Linked DNA regions of Oryctolagus cuniculus: region 1 is linked to region 2. A link is a contact called in public Micro-C data. All regions are on one chromosome and are shown on one strand. Each heading gives the region's core, a stretch centred on a gene start, on an enhancer-like site or on the middle of the called end of the contact. The rest is flanking DNA. Distances are from core to core; before and after follow the strand shown.

Region 1 (5,347 bases), core at 359-2,858, 140 kb after region 2:
TTCCACCACTTGGGCTCAGCGGGCAGGGGTGGCAGTGGGGCGGCCTTCCAGAAACCTGTTCCCCAGGGTACAGGAAATGGGGATGAGATGGTCTTGGGTCTGTGGTCCAAGGCCCTCAAGGCTTCCTTTGCAGGGACCTGGGCTGTCACCCACCTTCTCTTCTCTGTGTACCTATCACCCTGGGGCCTGAAGTCCATTGACACCCACCCTCCAGCCCCACAAGAGGCTCAACCTGTCCAGCCTCAGCTTTCCCCACCAGCCTCGGTTCCCTCATCTCCAGGGCCTCCCTTACCAGTTTGTCAAGTGTGCAGAATGGGAGGGGTCTGTGAAAGGGGTCAGCCAGAGAACCAGGCCTGACAGGGCTCCAACACATGCACCCACCCCCAACTTTCGGATCTCAGGGCTCCCAGCTTTCCTCACATGAAAATGCCCCTCTCTTTGGCCCTGGGAACCCCAGGCGGCTGGCGTGCTGCGCTCCCCATGGCCTTTTGCGTGCTGGGGTCTGCGGCGCCCACGGCCCCGCGCTCCGGAATCACTCACTGCCCTCCCCAGCGTCTCCCCCACTCTCTGCCTTGCCTAGGCGTTTTTGACCTTTTGGGGCACCTTCTGCACCCCCCCCAAGCAGAGCTTGGGGCCGCAGACTTGCACGAGTTTCCCCTGGAGGAACTCGCCGGTTGCCCCAAGACAGCAGCGCCCGAACGCAAGGGAAGCCCCTGCACAGGACCCACGCCCCTGCGCCCCTCCGCTGAGCTCCCTCCGGACGGGAGATCAGCTCTCCCTGCCATCCCCACCCCAGGTCTCCCGGGAACTCCTCTGGGCGGGGGGGGGGGGTCTCCACCACGCCCTGGCCCGCCTGCCACCCCCGCAGCCGTCGCGTGGCTCTGGGGAGCCCCGCAGCGTCTACGTATCACTGGGAGCGTCGGCTGGAGGGGGTGCGGCCAGACCACGTCCCCGCCGGAGCCCCGGCCGTCGACCCGTCGCGCCCCGTGTGGTGCCCAGGTCCCCAGAGCACAAGAAGAGTTGCAGGCAGAGGCGGGAGGAGCCTCCCACCCTCCGTCCCCTGTGGGTCGGGCGGAGACCCCTCGGGGACGTCCTGGGCGCTCCTCGCTGCCCCGGCCGACCGCGTGAGGGCGTGCCCTGTGTTAGTTGGGACGAATTAAAGCTGGTCCTGCGGCCAGGCCAGGGGCCCCTGGGCCGGGCCAGGGCTTGGGTGCCCGTGGCACACTCTTGGCTGCCGCCTGCAAAGCCCGTGTCGGCGCGGCCTCGCCCGGGGCCTGCGCTATTCGCTCCCAAAAGGGGTGCCCCCCTCCTCGCGCGCTCCCGCAGCCCGGGGTGCGCCGCTCCGTCCCCTTCTGCTGAGCCCTCCCTGGGCGCAGGACGCCTCTGCTTGGCGCCGTGGGCTCGGGCCCCGTCCGGGGTGCACCGCCGAGCGCATCACGGGGCCGTGGAGGCGCAGTCCGGGAAGCCAGTGGCTGAGAAAGGGGCTCGAAGAAGCACAAGTTTGCGCTGGCTCCGGACCAGGCTGTTGTTGTTCTCAACGTGGTCCGCCAGCGAGCTATAAAAGCGGAGTAGAGCGCCCTCGTCGCCAGAGCGCAGCGCGCGCGCCTGGCGATCTCCTCCAGCAGCAACAGCAGCGGCGGCGGCGGCGGCGGCGGCTCGGCGCTTTCCATCTTCGGCTCCGCGACCCTCTCCGGCCCCAGCTCGGACCCTCACCCCGACCCCAGGCTCGCCCCACCCCCCAGGCTCGCCCCGCTCCGCATCGCTCCGGCCCGGCCCGGCCCCCACCCCAGCCCTGCCGCCCGGCCCCAGGCCCGGCCGCGGCCGCTCCCGCCTGGAGCCGCCGCGCGCCCCCAGCCCCCCGGCGCCCCCTCGGCCCCTCGCCTTCCTCTTCCCGGCGCGGCCCCCCGGCTTCCGCGCCCCGCCCGCCACCAACCCGCTCGCCACCATGTCCGTGGAGCTAGAGGAGGCCCTGCCGCCCACGACCGCCGAGGGGGCGGCCAAGAAAGCGGCCAAGGCCGGCGGCTCGGCGGCGTTGTCCCCGTCGAAGAAGAGGAAGAACAGCAAGAAGAAGAACCAGCCGGGCAAGTACAGCCAGCTGGTGGTGGAGACGATCCGCAGGCTGGGCGAGCGCAACGGCTCGTCGCTGGCCAGGATCTACGCCGAGGCCAAGAAGGTGCCGTGGTTCGACCAGCAGAACGGGCGCACCTACCTCAAGTACTCGATCAAGGCGCTGGTGCAGAACGACACGCTGCTGCAGGTGAAGGGCACGGGCGCCAACGGCTCGTTCAAGCTGAACCGCAAGAAGCTGGAGGGCAGCGGGGAGCGGCGCGGGGCCGCGGCCGGGGCCCCGCCGCCCGCCGCCGCGCCCAAGGCCAAGAAGGCGGCCGCGGGCGCCGCAGCCCCGCGGCGCGCGGACAGGAAGCCCGCCAAGGGCGCCAAGCCGGAGAAGCGCTCGCACAAGAAGGGCGCCGCCTCCAAGCAGGACAAAGGCAGCAAGGCCAAGAAGGCGGCGGCCGCCGCGGGCAAGAAGGTGAAGAAGGCGGCCAAGCCCAGCGTCCCCAAAGTGCCCAAGGGCCGCAAGTGAGCGCGCCCCTCTAGCCCGCCCGCGTCCGCTGCAGCCCGGCCCGGCCCGGGCCGCTCCATCTCGGCCCCGGGCCTTCCCTCCCCTCCCCCACCGGCGTAGCGGTTTTTTTTTTTTTTTCGTTGTTTGCTTTAGGTTTTTGAAACAGCCCTGGCGACGCCCCCATTGGCTCTCGCCCTTGGCAACGGCCGTCGTTATGGTTACCGGCCCCTGGGCGCCAATGGCCGCGGCCGCCGCCCGCCCGCTCGGGCGCAAGCGCTGGGCGGCCCGGTCCGGGCTCGCTGGGCGGCGGCGGCGGCGCGCGCCCCGGCTGCCTGCGCCCCCGCCTGCGGGTGCGGCGGGCGGGCGGTGGCCCGCGGCTCGGGGCTGCGCGGCGCTTGTCGTCCCCGGGGGCCTTTTTGCGGGGCACAATAAATTGTCTGAACCTTTGAGCCGCGCTCGTTTTCTTGCAGTGTGTGTGTTGGGGGGGTTCGCACCCGGGGGGCGGGCTCGCGGGACGATGCGGGAGGTCCCGGCAGCCCCGGGACGCTTGGGGTGGACGCCAGGGTGTGGGCGGCCTCGGGAGGCGCGCTGGGCAGTTGGCTTCGGCCTCTCGGCGCACTCCAGCCCGCGTTCACTCTCTGGCTGCCTTTCGCTTGTTAGTTTGAGACGGGCAGGGGACGCCAGGCTTTGCTGGGAAGGAATGGCCCTGGCTGGTGGACACCCTGGTGTCCATTACAGGAACTGGTTGTCTTTCCAGTGGACATTAGGCGGGGGTCTCTTCTGCAGCCAGCCAACCCTGGGGTCAGTGGGAGCAGGGGAAGGTTCTCTCCTGGTGGGGTCGCTCTTGTCCAGGCCGGGCAAGCCTGGGTGAAAGGCAGGAGCTGCCGGCCTGCTAGTGTCCCTCACCTGCCCCTGGCCTAAGTGTGGTCCCAAAACAGACCTCTCAGCCACCTAGGCAAGGGGTCACTGCCCTCCAGACGTCACACCCGGCTGGGGGCTGCTTCCTCTCGCAATGCACGGCTGGGCACCAAGCCCACAGCAGTGGACAGGATGCACCAGTGGGGGGGTGGGGACAACCTTGCCCTGGAGATGGACTTCCAGAGAGCTGCTTGGAAGCCAGCTGGGACCTTGGAGCCTGACAGGGGTGGGAGACACCAGCAAGAGGGCACAGCTACACTGGGCAGCGGCCATTTGGGGTCTGAGGGCTTCTGGGTACCCAGGAGAGAGGCCTAGGTTGGAGCCAGGCTATTTTCCTGCCAGCCCTATCTGCTTGCAGTTCTGACAGGGCAGCAGTGTGCCTGGTATCTTCCTGCGGGTGCTGAGCCAGTCCAAGCTCTTTGGGGCTAGGCAGTAGGAGAGCAGCAGCTAGTGGGCACGAGAGGCCTTGGCCTACACAGGATTCTGTGGGAATGGTGCTACTGACCAGCTCAATGTGATGCCTCAGATTACATCTTCCAGCCCTAAACCAGAAGCACTTGGAGACTTTGTTCCAATCCCAACTAGGCTCACCCCAGTTGTCCGCACTCTGGGGCTGGGGCCTGGGAATTGGCTTTGTGAGCAGCTCCACAAGTGGCTCTGAGATTGAGACAGACTTGGGGAGCGCCACTTGCTGCAGCCAGGCTTCTGACCACACGCTGTCAGTGGCCACTGCTTCCTGCCCGGGTGTTCACTGGACACTCAGGGGCCACTTAGCCTCATGCCTGCTTCTCTGCGTACTCCCAGAACTCCCTCCCCAGATCAAAGCCCCCCACCCTGTTGATCATCTGTCCTTTGGGAACATTCCTGTGCACTCCAGGGCCCCAGGGTGCCCTGCGGGCTGTCCTTATTCCTAACTGCCTTTCCACATTTCTCACTGAATCTACCCCTCGCTGTTGGCGTCATCTGCCTCCACCGCTGGCCTCTGGATCTGAAGCCGCTGCCTCCCTGCCGCCTGTCCCCTTCTCTCCCCCAGCTTGCCGACTTCTCCCCAGGAGCCTGGCGTGCTTCTTGAGCACCTGAGAACGCTGCTGACCGGCCTGCCCTTCTGCTAACAGCACTGTACTGTTTGTTCCTCTGGGCACCCACTCTCAGGCCACAGCACAGGGCTCTGAGGATCTGGCTTCTCCAGCCCCAGGGTTTGCTGTGGGACCGGAGTGAGTGTCCACTCGGCCACGGAGAGTGGGTCAGACGTGGGCTCGTGACCGTGAATTCAAGGCAAGTCACTGCTGGGACTTTTCCCCAGAACTGCTGAGAAACAGGTGCCCTTTCCTCCAGGTCACTAAACGGAGGGGCCCGGGGCCAGGAGCTTCCCGGGAGCTGGGGAATGGACAGGTGCCCGAGAACAAAACAGCTTCTGGATGCAGCCGTTCCTGAAGCCCGAGCCTGACGGCCATGTGATCTGACACCTGCTGTCTGGTTTGAATTGGGTTTGTCACTTGCATCCCGGCCTCTTCCTCCAGAACCATGCCTCCAGCTCTCTGACTTTATGTAAACCTCCTGGGGGTGGGGTGGGGGCGGGGCAGGTTCCATGTCCCCGAGGGGTGTCCCAGGTTGCAGCCTTGTTGACTCTACCCAGTCACCCGTGAGCACTCACTGTGTTCCAGGTGCTCTGCGAGAGACTGCGTGGGCCTCATCTCAGCCTCGCAGGGGATGTCACAAGGCAATGTTGAGTGGCTGCCAGGAGAACCAGGTCAGGCTCTTCTGCCTGGACGCCATACTCTGGGCTGCAGGGTCCAGGACCCTGGATCTGACCTCAGGGAGCCTCAGCTGCAGCTGACCAATGAGGGCCCCTGAGCCTGTCAGGCT
Region 2 (5,793 bases), core at 3,222-5,721:
ACCAGACTGTCTGAAGATTGAATTTGATTTCAGCAACAGTTTTTTTGCATCTGAAACACAAAAACACTATCAAAGATTTACTTTTGCATAAAGTGGCATACTAAGCTCTGTAAACATATAGCATTTTCCCTCAATGATCAGATACACACATACACATACAAAGATTACATTTCAGCCGGCGCCGTGGCTCAATAGGCTAATCCTCCACCTTGCGGCGCCGGCACACCGGGTTCTAGTCCCGGTTGGGGCGCCGGATTCTGTCCCGGTTGCCCCTCTTCCAGGCCAGCTCTCTGCTATGGCCAGGGAGTGCAGTGGAGGATGGCCCAGGTGCTTGGGCCCTGCACCCCATGGGAGACCAGGAAAAAGCACCTGGATCCTGGCTCCTGCCAGGATCAGCGCGGTGCGCCGGCTGCAGCGGCGGCCATTGGAGGGTGAACCAGCGGCAAAGGAAGACCTTTCTCTCTCTGTCTCTCTCTCTCACTGTCCACTCTGCCTGTCAAAAAAAAAAAAAAAAAAAAAAAAAAAAATTTAAAAAAAAAAAAAAAGATTACATTTCCAAATACTTCTTAAAGTCCTCAAAGATTCTTTCTGGGTGTTTTCTTCTTCATATACATTCAAATATGAATATGTATAGAAAAAATAGTATTAGCCGGCGCCGTGGCTCAATAGGCTAATCCTCCACCTTGCGGCGCCGGCACACCGGGTTCTAGTCCCGGTCAGGGAGCCGGATTCTGTCCCGGTTGCCCCTCTTCCAGGCCAGCTCTCTGCTGTGGCCAGGGAGTGCAGTGGAGGATGGCCCAGGTGCTTGGGCCCTGCACCCCATGGGAGACCAGGAAAAGCACCTGGCTCCTAGCTCCTGCCATCGGATCAGCGCGGTGCGCCGGCTGCAGCGGCGGCCATTGGAGGGTGAACCAACGGCAAAGGAAGACCTTTCTCTCTCTGTCTTTCTCTCTCACTGTCCACTCTGCCTGTCAAAAATTAAAAAAGAAAAAAAAAAAAGAAAAAATAGTATTTACTTATATAACAGAAAAGTCTCATGCATGACCAAAACTGTTTTTACTTCCACTAAAGAAGTAACAAGTGGGGCCTGTATTGTGGTGCAGTGGGTTAAGCTGCATCCATCCTATACTGGAGTACCAGCAGGTTGGCTGATCCACTTCCTACCCAGCTCCCTGTTAATGCACCTGGGAAGGCAGCAGGTGGCAGTCCAAGGACTTTGGCTCCTGCCTCTCAAGAAGGAGACCAGGATGGAATTCCTGGCTCCTGATTTCACCCTGGCTGAGTCCTGTATGCTGTGGTCATTTAGGGAGTGAACCAGCAGCTACAAGATTTGTTTTTCCCTCCCTCTAACTCCACTTTTCAAATACACAAACAAATTTTAAAAAAAGGAAAAAAAAACTTGCAGTCGCATTACCTGATTGGTTCAAAAATCATCTGTTAATTCTGTAGTGTGAGAGAGACCAGTTAAGTGAATACATGTGCTACTTTATAACCCAGTGGCCATGGGAAACAACTGGATGATACACGTAACACAGAGTGTATATTTTCTACCAACTGCTTTGGAAATTGGTGAGGTTGCTAAAAACATTTTCAGTAAATTATCTTCAGTTTTTATAGAACGTACTCTCCCTGTTTTTTTTTTTTTTTTGACAGGCAGAGTGGACAGTGAGAGAGAGAGACAGAGAGAAAGGTCTTCCTTTGCCGTTGGTTCACCCTCCAATGGCCGCCGCGGCCGGCACCGCGCTGATCCGATGGCAGGAGCCAGGTGCTTCTCCTGGTCTCCCATGGGGTGCAGGGCCCAAGCACTTGGGCCATCCTCCACTGCACTCCCGGGCCACAGCAGAGAGCTGGCCTGGAAGAGGGGCAACCGGGACAGAATCCGGTGCCCCAACCGGGACTAGAACCCGGTGTGCCGGCGCCGCTAGGCGGAGGATTAGCCCAGTGAGCCGCGGCGCCGGCCTATAGAACGTACTCTCCCTGAACCCCTCCCCAATTTCTCTCTATTGAGGAACATATGGGTGGCCGGTGCCCAAATATGTGGGCCATCTTCCACTGCTTTCCCACATGCATTAGCAGGGAGCTACATTCAAAGCGGAGCAGCCAAGACTCAAACTGGTGCTCATCTGGGATGCTGGCCAAGCAGGCAACAGTTTAACCGGCTGTGCCGAACACTAGCCCCAGCTGCAGGTCTTAGAACTCAACACAGCCCTACCTCACAGCCACCAGGGCCAGAAAGGACAATGTGCCACAACAGAACATACACAAAAGTATGGGACAACCTGCAGCAGAGCCCTGACTTACTATTCACTTTAGGACTTCGTGCAGAGGATCCAATTACCTAACCTGCAGGCGACAGACTCCTCACCTGCCGCCGGAGAACTTGTACTCCTCCTCAGAAGGCTGCTATGAGGGTTACGTGAGAACACCTACCACAATACCTGATATAGAGTAGATATCCAGTAAGAAAGGATTATCTTGTCAGAGAGAGAGAACAAACTAAGAGATCCAAGAAAACCTGGAGGTGAGTATGCTTATCAGCTGAACTGTGCTAACAGGACTGCATGCCCATGTTCAAACTCAACAAAAAATACACACTAATTTCGTGTGATTATTTTTGGCAGAATAAAGAGCTGCTGCTGTGGTCTAAGTCACAACTTGCTGTTATAAAAGGACGAGATTTAACATTCAAAAATTTCAAAGGTGGCAACGCACATTTACAGCAAGTTTGGATCCATCTTTCCACAAACCTTTGCGTAAAATCTTGTGTTTCATCATGGACAAGGCATGAACGGCAACAGAAGTCATTTCAGAAACATCACCTCTATAAACCCAGTTTTATAACTACACATTAAGTCGGAGAGTAAGACGTGCTTAGAAGAAATGTGACAATGTAATGACTATTCTCTCAATAAATAATTGGGTAATCACTTAATGAACACTATTTAATGAAAACAGTAATAAAAACCAAGCCTCTGCATTTGCATATTCCCTCTATTCCCAAAGCCGGTATTTTCTTTCCTTGAGAGCGGTAAATGTATCCATGGAAATACCCGGAAGCACACAGTCCGTACTTAGAACCATTTAACAAGAGAACAGGTAGGGGAAGAGAGAGACCTTTCCAGCCCACTGCTTTTCCCAGGCCATTAGCAGAAAGCGGGACCATCGGTCCAGCAACCAGGACATAACAGATGCAGGCGTCCCGGCCCCAAGGCCAGCCTCTTAAAACTTTAAGAAGAGTTCTAATATTTAAACAGTGTGCATTAGCAACTTCATTAGTGTGTCAGAGGGGCAGGCAGGGGGCGAAGCTGCATTGTGGGACATCCCCACCCCGTATCTGACACGGCCCTCCCGCCCACCTCCCTGCCAGTCCACTCCGGGAAGCGGTAGGTACTAAGTACCAGTACTTAGGCCCTGCCGCCAATGCAGCAGACAGTGCCAGAGCTCGGGGCTCCTGGCTCCAACCCTGACTGTTGGGAGCATTCGGGGAGAGAACCAGGGGATGGAAGATGGCTCTTGCTGTCCGCCTTTCAAGTACGAAAAAAAAAAAAAAACAACTTTTCTAAGTTATATTAACAGGAGTTTCAAGTGAGTACAAACTTGAATACTTGAAACCTGTCACGTCTGATTGTTCTGGATGAAGTCCAGAAATTAGAACCTACAGTGGCCCGGATACTGGATTAAGGCAATGAAATCCATCTTGATTCATTTATTCTTCGTCCACGCGGGCGATCGAGCCAGTCTGGTGCACGCAGGCACCCTGCCGGGCGCCGCCGAGCCGAGGTGCGGCCAAGGCCGCAGGACGCCAGAGTGGGGCCAGGGCTGCCCAGGCGCGGAGCAGGCAGAGGAGGGTCGCCCGCTGGACCCGAGGAGCGGCCCACGTGAGCGGCGGCTTGTGCTGACGTGTCCGAGTCCGCAGGCGGGCGCGCACGGGCCGCGTTGCAGCTGCAGATCCCGGCCGCCCCCGGCCTCCTCGCGGGTGCCGGGCCTGGCCGCAGACCCCCGGGTCCCGCGCGTCGCTCCGGGCTCCGCACTTTCGGGGGCCGAGAGGGGCGCGATCGCGGTGGGGCGACCTGCGCCCCGCGCAGCAGGAAGTGCCCACGCGGGGCGGCGGCGCGGTCCTGCCCGCACTCACCTGCACGCCGAGGTGCGCCAACCGGGCCTCGAGCTCGGGCTCCAGGGCCAGGAGGAAGGAGGTGGCTCGGGACGAGGAGCCGCCGCCCGGGTGCGCCAGGACGATCTCCGCGGTCACCTTGGCCAGGTGGCTGCTCAGGTCCACCGTGCGCTTCACGTCTTCGTTGACTAATGGCGGTGGCTCCGAAGAGGCGCTGCCGGGCGCCGGGGCCCAGGCCCCGAGCACCAGGAACAGAAACAAGCAGGCGACGGGCGCCTCCATGACCCGGACCGAGTGAGCGCCTGGCCGGGCCGAGAGCCGCCGCCGCCGCCCCGCCTCTCGCCACCGCGCAGCCTCTCATTGGGCGCCGGCTGGCGCCACAAGATGGTGGCGTCCGGCGGGAAAGGACCCCGTCTCCAGGGCAACGGGGCGGCCCTCCGGTCGCCTGACGGCGAGCGCCGCTCGGAGCTTTTGTTCGGCGACCGGCGTGGTGGTTGCCGCCCTGCCCTTCCACCCTTGCCTGGCTCGCTCACCTCTCCTGCCGTTCTCCCACTGCAATGACTGCCTCTCCTGCCCCTTCAGACCCAGAACGTATCCGACAGTAACTGCGAAAATTAGCAGGCGAAAGTTTAAGCAAAAACAGGATATCCGTCATCTCAGAGTTCTCCTAAAATATTTAGTAATTACAAAGGAGAAAATAGTTAATTTATAATGGCGAGTTGTGGCAGGCACCACCTTAACCAAATGATCAAGGTAGATCTCCCCAGGTGCAGGATATAGTAACATCCGGTACCACTGAAAAGGGCACCTCTGTCTTTTTTTTAATTTATTTATTTGAAAGAATTACAGAGAGAGAATATTTTTCATCCCCTGGATCACTCCCCAAATGGCCACAACAGCTGGGGCTGGGCCAGGCCAGGCCAAAGCCAGGAGCCAGGAGCTTCTTTCCAGTCCCCCATGTGGGTGCAGGGGCCAAACCAGTTGGGCCATCTTCCATTGCTTTCCCCAGACCATTAGCAGAGGGCTAGGTTGGAAACAGAGCAGCTGGACTTGAACAAGCGCCCAGATGGATGCCGCATCACAGGCTTTACCTGCTGTGAAACAACTCCAGCCCTAGTACCTCATTTCTGTGCTATTCCTGTTAGGTAGGAAGTCAGATATGAGCTTATGTGTGTGTGACAAAGGCCTAAAGAGAAAACATCTATGTCCAGCATATGCATCTCAAAGTCATCCCGATAATAACGTTTCAGGGGAAGCCCAGGGTTTGCATCCTGCCCTGCCCCCTTCTACCCGGTAACCTGCCAGGTGGGGGTTCCCGCCCCTTCCGTCTGATAATCTTCCAGATGCAGCCCAGTATCTGCACTTCAAACTCGCCCAGCCCCTTCTGCTCAATAACCAGGCAATGCCTGTCAGGCTTCGCCCTGTCTGATAACTTCAGGGGGAAAACTCAGGAGTTTTTCTATTTACATCCAAAAAGTCCTTTGTTCCAACAGGAGCAGAGGTGAGGAAGCAAGACCCATCTCCTTAAAAACCCCCCAGCCTCAACCAGACTGCATGCTCAGCCCTCTGCCTCTCTGCTGAGCTGCCCACCAGGCCTGCCCAGGTGTAATCTCTCCACTCAGCCATGTAACCCCGCTCTCCCCCAGTCCGAGCGACTGGGCGCTCTCTCTCAGGTTCTGTCT

Evidence for each region. Hi-C and Micro-C count contacts between places; a contact is called where the count stands out from the background.
Region 1: a Micro-C map of ear pinna shows a contact between it and region 2, with 2.7 times the contacts expected there. The contact joins the promoter of H1-10 here to the promoter of RPN1 in region 2. A contact is called at or near these places in 4 of 6 Hi-C or Micro-C datasets (ear pinna, psoas muscle, skin fibroblasts and 1 more).

Annotation. Positions count from the first base shown.
Region 1 is chr10:111,383,809-111,389,155 of mOryCun1.1, forward strand. It overlaps H1-10 (H1.10 linker histone), which reads left to right and starts at 1,609. Exons shown (of 1, transcript XM_070051013.1): 1 at 1,609-3,012. The coding sequence starts at 1,946. The coding sequence ends at 2,584.
Region 2 is chr10:111,237,858-111,243,650 of mOryCun1.1, forward strand. It overlaps RPN1 (ribophorin I), which reads right to left and starts at 4,472. Exons shown (of 10, transcript XM_002713159.5): 1 at 4,133-4,472. The coding sequence starts at 4,393.